Regions from separate parts of the Mus musculus genome. Here region 2 is linked to region 1. Evidence: chromatin contacts called from public Hi-C data. All regions are on one chromosome and are shown on one strand. Each heading gives the region's core, a stretch centred on a gene start, on an enhancer-like site or on the middle of the called end of the contact. The rest is flanking DNA. Distances are from core to core; before and after follow the strand shown.

Evidence for each region. Hi-C and Micro-C count contacts between places; a contact is called where the count stands out from the background.
Region 2: a contact with region 1 is called in a Hi-C map of the N1E-115 cell line, with 2.4 times the contacts expected there. The contact joins two enhancer-like sites. A contact is called at or near these places in 6 of 484 Hi-C or Micro-C datasets (the N1E-115 cell line, cerebral cortex, embryonic stem cells and 2 more), 3 of 115 datasets of contacts at active chromatin or transcription factors (SST interneurons, T-cell acute lymphoblastic leukemia and bone marrow-derived macrophages) and 1 of 9 other capture datasets (embryonic stem cells).

Annotation. Positions count from the first base shown.
Region 1 is chr3:153,274,825-153,278,567 of GRCm38.p6, forward strand. All of the region lies in intron 3 of St6galnac3 (ST6 (alpha-N-acetyl-neuraminyl-2,3-beta-galactosyl-1,3)-N-acetylgalactosaminide alpha-2,6-sialyltransferase 3), which reads right to left. Among named protein-coding and RNA genes, the nearest start is that of Gm52634, 20 kb to the left of the region's middle. Within about 2 kb of position 1,452, at least 72 of the 459 cell types and tissues checked have an H3K27ac peak or open chromatin away from gene starts, as enhancers often do. A contact at or near this core is called in the N1E-115 cell line, where this site is marked.
Region 2 is chr3:153,491,475-153,495,112 of GRCm38.p6, forward strand. The region is part of intron 2 of St6galnac3 (ST6 (alpha-N-acetyl-neuraminyl-2,3-beta-galactosyl-1,3)-N-acetylgalactosaminide alpha-2,6-sialyltransferase 3); the gene reads right to left. Among named protein-coding and RNA genes, the nearest start is that of Gm46831, 16 kb to the right of the region's middle. Within about 2 kb of position 2,242, at least 15 of the 459 cell types and tissues checked have an H3K27ac peak or open chromatin away from gene starts, as enhancers often do. A contact at or near this core is called in the N1E-115 cell line, where this site is marked.

The DNA of each region.
Region 1 (3,743 bases), core at 202-2,701:
ATATTATCACATATCATGTCCTTAAATCAGGATTAGGTAACTTAAAATCTTCTAGAATCAAATAAAAAATGATAATACAATACAGCAGATCCTGTGGATATTATGAAAGCAGTTCTAAGAAGGAATTTCATGATTATAACTGTGCATGTTAGAGAATCAGAGAACTGTCATATAAACAACAATGGTATACCTTACAGCCTAGGGAAAAAAGAGAAACCTTCAGTCAACAGGTAGAAAGATATAATAAAAATCAGGACATAGATTAATGAACTGAAAATGAAAAAGACTAAAAGAAACAAGAGATTGGTTATCTGAAAAATCTGATTAACTAATTATTAGCCAGCCTAAAGGAAGGGGGAAAAGATTCAAATGAATAAAACTAGAGATAAAACAGCAGAAACCAATGGAATTCCAAAGATAATTAGGGTGCATTTTGAAAAGTCACATTCCAAAAGAACTGAAAATCTGGAAGAAATAACTTCTAAACTCACAGGACCTACTAAAATTAAGCCAAGAACACAAACAACTTAAACACAGTTAGCAATGATGTAATGAGCTTGGTAATGAGCTGCCTGTCTAAATTGGCTCATGTAGAGACTGATTCCTTGATGGACTCTGGTCACTGCTTCAAAGTGCAGCTGATACCAATGTTTCTCAAAATACTCCTCAAAACTGAGAGAAAAGACATTCTACCAATTTATCCTACAACATTAGTGTTATTCTGATAGCCAAGCTGGACATAGATGCAGTGGAAAATTAAACAAACAACCCAGAAATAAATAAAAAAGAAAATCCTGTCTCCCTCCTTCCCCAATGAACATAACTGTGAAACTTCTCAGTAAAATACTTGCCAAGGTAACTCAGCTGCACATTCAAAAGGCACTCACCGTGACCAAGGAGATCCAGGGATGGTTTTACATATGTAAAAAAGACAGTAGTCCATCACACAAAGACAGAAATCACAGGATCATCTGAGTGGATTACAAATGGCCTTTGACAAAACCCAACACCCACTCATGATAAAATCCCTGAAGTACTGGAGAAAGGAGACACTACAGGGACACACTTCTTCTATGGTTGGAGATCATGTGGTATTAGGGCGAAGGCAACAGGAGATGGAACCACACAACTTCGTGTGCAGCATTAAAAAAAAAAATCAATAACACAAGGAAGATAAAGAAGACCCAGTGGTGAGGTAAAGCCTTTTGTTTGAGGGCTGAATACTGAAGTGAAAGAGGAGAACTATGACACATGCATTTTAAATAACATTCCATAAAGATTTATATTTCATAGAGATATTTTTATAGAGGTATTTCATAAAAGTTTTAAGTCCTTATTGATTTAGGATGGGCAGTGCTAGATCAGCCAACCCAAGCACACGTGGTCCATGAGTGGCTGACTTGGCTCTCTGCATTCAACTGATGACTTCTGCATGGCCCAGCCCTTCTGCTCTTTACCACAGGAAATGGTTCAGGTTTCCACCCACGCCCAGACAGAAGACATGCAGTGACTTAGGCTGCCTTGACCTGGATGAGCTAGCAGCATGACACTGGACTCTTGAAGAGAAAAGCAAGCAGCAGGGATGGTTTCCCTCCATTTTAAGAATACCAAATGCAAGAACAGGGTTTTCACAGCTTGAAAAATCTAAAGCAGCTTAAGTGGTAAAATATGGCTCTAATCAAAACGACTCAGGGTTGAACAGTGAACCTGGCAGCCTCTGGCTACTCAGTATTGTTTCTTGTGAGAAATGTGATATTCAGGGTATAACCTAACCTGCAACTATAAATAATACGCAGGGCAGAAGGAACCAGGAGATCCCTACACACCAGTCCAAGTGGTTCTAATTGTATTGTACCCCAAAGAGGAGAGTAATTATGTGGGGGAGCATGGGATTTCCCCCTGAAGCAATCAAGCATCCGCTTCAGCCAATGCTGACTCACTAATAAAACTGCATCTGTACTCAACCGTTTATTTTGAACGTGCCCGTTTTTTGATTTGCCTATGGGCCTTCCTTTGATTTGTCCGAGCTAATTCATCCGCAGGGCCAACACAGGCTTCTTGAGTTGACTGGACTCTGACCCTGTTTGTCTAGCAGATCCTCTGTACTTGTCCAAACAGGTGACTTTCCATGTTCGGCCTCGCTCGTTCTGCCAAGCCCGAATCCATTTTCAGGAATATTTCCTCTTGCATTTCCTGAACTTGTTTTCAACAATACAGGAAAATGTGTGATGGAGAGAGAATGTGCAGGGGGGCAGCAGCGGGGGTTTTCTCCTGCCTTGTTTTTCGCTGCCTTCACTTCAAACAAGTGTGTGTTTAGGCGGCAGAGACAGCAGCGTGCAGCCTTCATTCATTTCCCTAGAGAATGGCTTATCAAGTGCTGAAAATACGAGCTGTTCTATTCTGCAAAACACACATCAGATCCTTTGACAAGCAGTAGTCATTACCGTGTGTTCTATAGTTCCCTGCCTGGAAAGTGGTCGGCGGACAAGCCATCCCCTGGGGCGGCTTAACCCCGTTTATTCATCTCAATTTTCCTCTAGGTTTCTAGCCACAAAAAGAAAAAAAAATAAATTAAATTAACAAAACCCATTTGGAAAATGAACCTTTTGCGGTGGGTTCCAGGAAGCATTTAATTCAGGCAAGGCTGTGCCTCGCAGAGCCACCCACACGCCACATGCCGCTGCTTTGATGCATGGACAGTGGCAGCTGCAAACCTGAGATCTGAGGCTCATTAATGCATCTGCATGCTGAGGAATGTGCTGTATGTCGAGGTTTCCACGGCGACTGGACTGCGCATGGCCTATTCTCTGGAAGGAGGAACCTCGGTCTGCTGTCACTGGGGGGTAAGCATTACTAGCGAGCATAGAACAGCTGCACATGTGCCAGAGTGGGTGTCAGTCCACACACTGGTTCAATACAGTGGAGCCCCTGTTGACATTCCAAATTACAATGAGAAAGCCCGGGTCTGTAGACAGCTCTCACGCTGAGACAGAGATGGTGTGCAAAGAGAGTGCCAGGCGGAAAGTGTGTACGTGACACAGAGGAAGGCTTGGCTACCAGCCTTTCACAAAATTTCTACAGATGGAGATGGTGTGTTAAAACACCACGAGTTGCTTTTCATACCAATCAGCCGAATGTTCAGGAGAGAGGTGTGGGTGTACTGGAAGGACAGGATTCAAATCAGGCCTCTGCCACGTACCTGGGCTCTGATCTCGAGTAAGCCACTAGCGATCTCTCAGTTCTGCAAATAGAATGTGAAGACACTGGCTGCACAAGGTAGCCTACAAGAAACAGTGGCACAGTAGATGAGGACCACCCTCATGCTCACAGGGAGTGAACCGAGTATCCTGCCAGGTGGCAGGCCAACAGGAGAGAAAATTCCAGCCCTCCCTTTAAAGTGTTTTCCTCATCTTTGATCCCAAATTTTTCCTCCCACTGTCCTAAGAACCCAAGGCCAAAAAACAATCTTCTTATTTTTGTCACAGAAAAGGAAGTACTGGGGCACAAACATGTAACATTATTTATCACGGGAAATACAACACAAACTCCTATGGTCCTTCATGAGCTGACACTAGCAAACTAGAGGGTGTGGTCAGCCGGTTTCACCTTATCACAGCCTATGGACTGATAATGAAGTCCCACGCCCACTCTGGGCTGAAGGACTGTCAAGGTAAATAACAGCAATTCGCAGGAGGTTCTTGCGGATGAGAATATGAAGATCACTAGAGATATCCATATCCCAC
Region 2 (3,638 bases), core at 992-3,491, 220 kb after region 1:
AGAACACAAGGGGGAAAAAGAGAGAGAGAGAGAAAGGTAGATGTAGTGGGGGAGCCAATCGTGAGACTCCAGGGAAGAGAAATGAATTCTATGTGGCCTCCCGCTGCTGGCTGATTCCCAGGGAGAGCACTCTAGCACACTCATCTCCCACAGAGCTCTGAACCAAGTGCCAGTTCCCTTTGGGTGTCCCCATTGTCATTAACCAGGAAAAGCTCCATTAAAAACACTTACTTGGTGGAAGGCATTCTGCCCACACCAAACTGAATTAACCCTGAGCAAGAGAAATTGAGACTACAAGGAAATTTATAGCACTAATGACTTTAACAATTCTAAGCTGATTAACAGGAGGCCACGAACTGAAATCCTTGCGTTCCAATCAATCTTCCAGGAAACTCCAGGCACGAGCACTTAAGGGAGAAAATTCCATGTGATATTCTAAGCAGGCATCCCCATGAAAGCAGGGGAGTGATCAGAAAAGGCACACTACAATGGCAAGTGGGGTGGTAACTCTTCACTAGCCAGCCTATTCTGCGAATAAGTGGCTAGTTCTCCATTTCTATCTGTCACCCATACACCCTGATTCCTTCACAAGAAAAAGTGTAGAGCTCCTAAGAGGGAGGGCTGCTCTAATCCATTGAAGGTGAAAAGATAACAGGAAGAAAACATGAAGATTCTAATAGATTCAAATGTTGTCATGTTAGAATTGTTACCTGCAGGCAGTGAACAGATTGAATGATTCACCAGGAAAGGTGAAGAACGACCACCTAGTCCAGCATGCAAGTGGGACACTGCGGAGAACGTAGGAAATAGTTGTCATGGTTTAAAAGGAACTCAAACAGGTTGTTGTAGAGACAGAAACAAAGGCAAAAGCTCCCGTGCTCACTACATAGCGCCTTGATGAGGGAGGCATTGGATGATTGCATGTCCACAGAGTGACTATAAACAGGAACACATCTGGAAATGGCTCTCTGGGCATCTGTCTGCCTGATGAATTTCTCATCAATATTCCATAGCAGAAACAGCTCATCACCAGGGGGGCAAAAACCCACTCCATTTTCAGTCTTCTTCCCAGAATTCATGAACAAGTAATCCTTCAAGAGAGGAAGCTGTATGGCTGTTCATCCCCTGCCTCCCCCCCCCCCCACACACACACAGCACACCTCAGTCGGAACATTCAACGGTCAGGTTCACAAGGGTCTCATTCAAAATGCCAGCTTCTCTCTCAGGATTACCAGCCATTTGAGAATCACTGGTTGGCAGGAAGTTTCCCCTGTCAGCTTCTGCCCCATCATGAATTGGAGGGCAGGGACTCTAACAGCTACATTTTCCCATCATATATGGAGGATTGGGAATCTAACAGCTACATTTTCTTTGCACTAGGATCTTGGATGTCTATTAGACACTGCCAACAGGATGCAAGCCATCATGGTCTGCAGTGCTGGAGATGGAGTTAATCTTCCCCTATCACTGGTAGCTGAAAGATGGCCTCTGTCAGCCAGACAATTTCTCAAGATTTCATTTTCAACTAGATACTAGATTTGAAATATGGAAAAAAAAAAGTCACACTTCCCAGAACCCTCATGCTGTTACCCAACCTTGAGTAAGTTACTTAATTTTTTGACCCTGTGCTTACTCATTTGTAAATAAGATTGATCCACTGGCAAGAAAGTGCTGGCTATGACTTTCATTCCACTTGAGGCACTTAGCAGAGCACTTGGCACAGAGAGGCACTCAGGAAGCTGCCGCTAAGATTATGATCATCTGAGAACAACAAAGCCAGCCTGGTGAAGAGGAGGTCTATCTGGAATGAGCAACAGAAGGCAGCTCTGTGACATCAGTGAGCTACTTAGTTTCTTTGTGCTTCATTTATTGGCTGTTCTCTACTGAAAATGGTGGATGCCATAGACAGCAGAATTATTCAGTAAACGTTATACTGTTTATACAAACCTACCAAAAATAAACAAATATCTGTGGATAATCATTAATTATTATAAAAAGTGTGCAAATATTTCCCACCACTGCTAAGGAGGCAAATCAAACAAATCCCTGGTGCCATCTTTACATATAGAAAACTGGTATTTGCAACTAACACATGAAGGTAGAAAGTAGAAGGGCCGATACAGACCATTTTGCTATATTTTGAACATCTTTGTCTGGCAGTAATGCCAAATGCACTGTAAGAGACAGTTAGGGAAAGAATCCTAAGCGAATTCTCCTAATTGGCTTTCTGCATAGTTAACTTCACTTACAGAGAAAAACGGTTATGGGGGCAGGACACATTGCAAGAGAAGGCTCGTGGGCACAATTATGTAGCCTACAGAATTTAAGATGCTTTCTTCCATGCTACAAGCAAAAAAATAAAGAAAGAATGAAAGAAATAAATGCTTCCCAGTGGCAGGAATATGCTAAGGCAGATCCGATGGTGGATATTACTGATGCTGTGAAGTCTGCCTGCCTGTAAAGGCCACAGCACTTTATACAAGCACAGCAGCCACTGTCAGGCGACTCCATCCCTGGACTCTAACCGGGGAGAGCAACAACAGGCTCAGAGCACCTTATTTAATGAAAAGGAGAATTGGAAGGTTCACCCTGGTTTGGACAGCAGATTGGCCACAGTCCAATCGCTGGAAAACAAGAAAGTTGTGGGGTACTGAAGGCAGTCAAGCCAGCTGGTGTTCGTTTGGCTCCCAGGAATATCAAAGATGCACAGACTTGCCCCTCTGAGGTACCAGGCCTTCAATAGTAAGCATTAGGGCCCTTTGGCTCAGAGCTTATCACCTAAGAATCTGCTTCACTTTGATCCTCAGTAGATTCCTGCCAAAGGATATCAATCTCAACCTAGTTTAAAATCAAGAAGCCGGACTGCCATTTCCTACCAACTCTCTAATTTAGGAAAACTGATATTTTCACTCTAAAATGCTGTCCCATCTGACAAATAATTCAGGGAATTCGGGGCCAATGCGTTGGTACAACCTGGAAAAGAACACAGTTAACAATCACCCTGCTTTTTAAACAGAACTTAAATAACGAAAAATAGCACCATTGGTTTTGAAAACTATAGGGAGAGACACAGGAGGTCAGTTCATCAGCAGCAGGGCAGGAATGGCGTGGTAGCTGTGATTTCTGCCGGACTATGAAAGGACAGAGGGAGAGTTGCATAGTTGACCCAGCTATGGTCTTCACCATAGCTCCTAATGGCACCACAAAATGCACTCCTGCATATAAGATCCACGGGGCTCAGAAGTTCAACACAAGCAAGTAAGACAGACCCACAGGGAAGAGTGACAGGCAGCTGAACCCTTAGTTAAAAAACATCCAGACTTCAGACTAAGGTGCTAGCCTTTGTAAGCTCTCTCCTACCTCCTCCCCACCTCTCTATCTTCCACCCAGCCTTAACTGATGCTCTGGAGGCAGGTTCAAAACTCACCCCTGACACTTTGAACATGTGACTTGAGAATTGTCTAGTGTAGCCTATTTTCTCATTTACAAATGAAATTGTGACTTTATATAAACCAAGGAGAATGTGCAATGGACATTCAAATCCCATGACTCAATGTAAGAACTGTGGGCTGTGACAATTCATCTCAGGGGTTAGTTTGAGTAAATCACAGTGCGAGGGTTTTGGCCAAATGCTATTC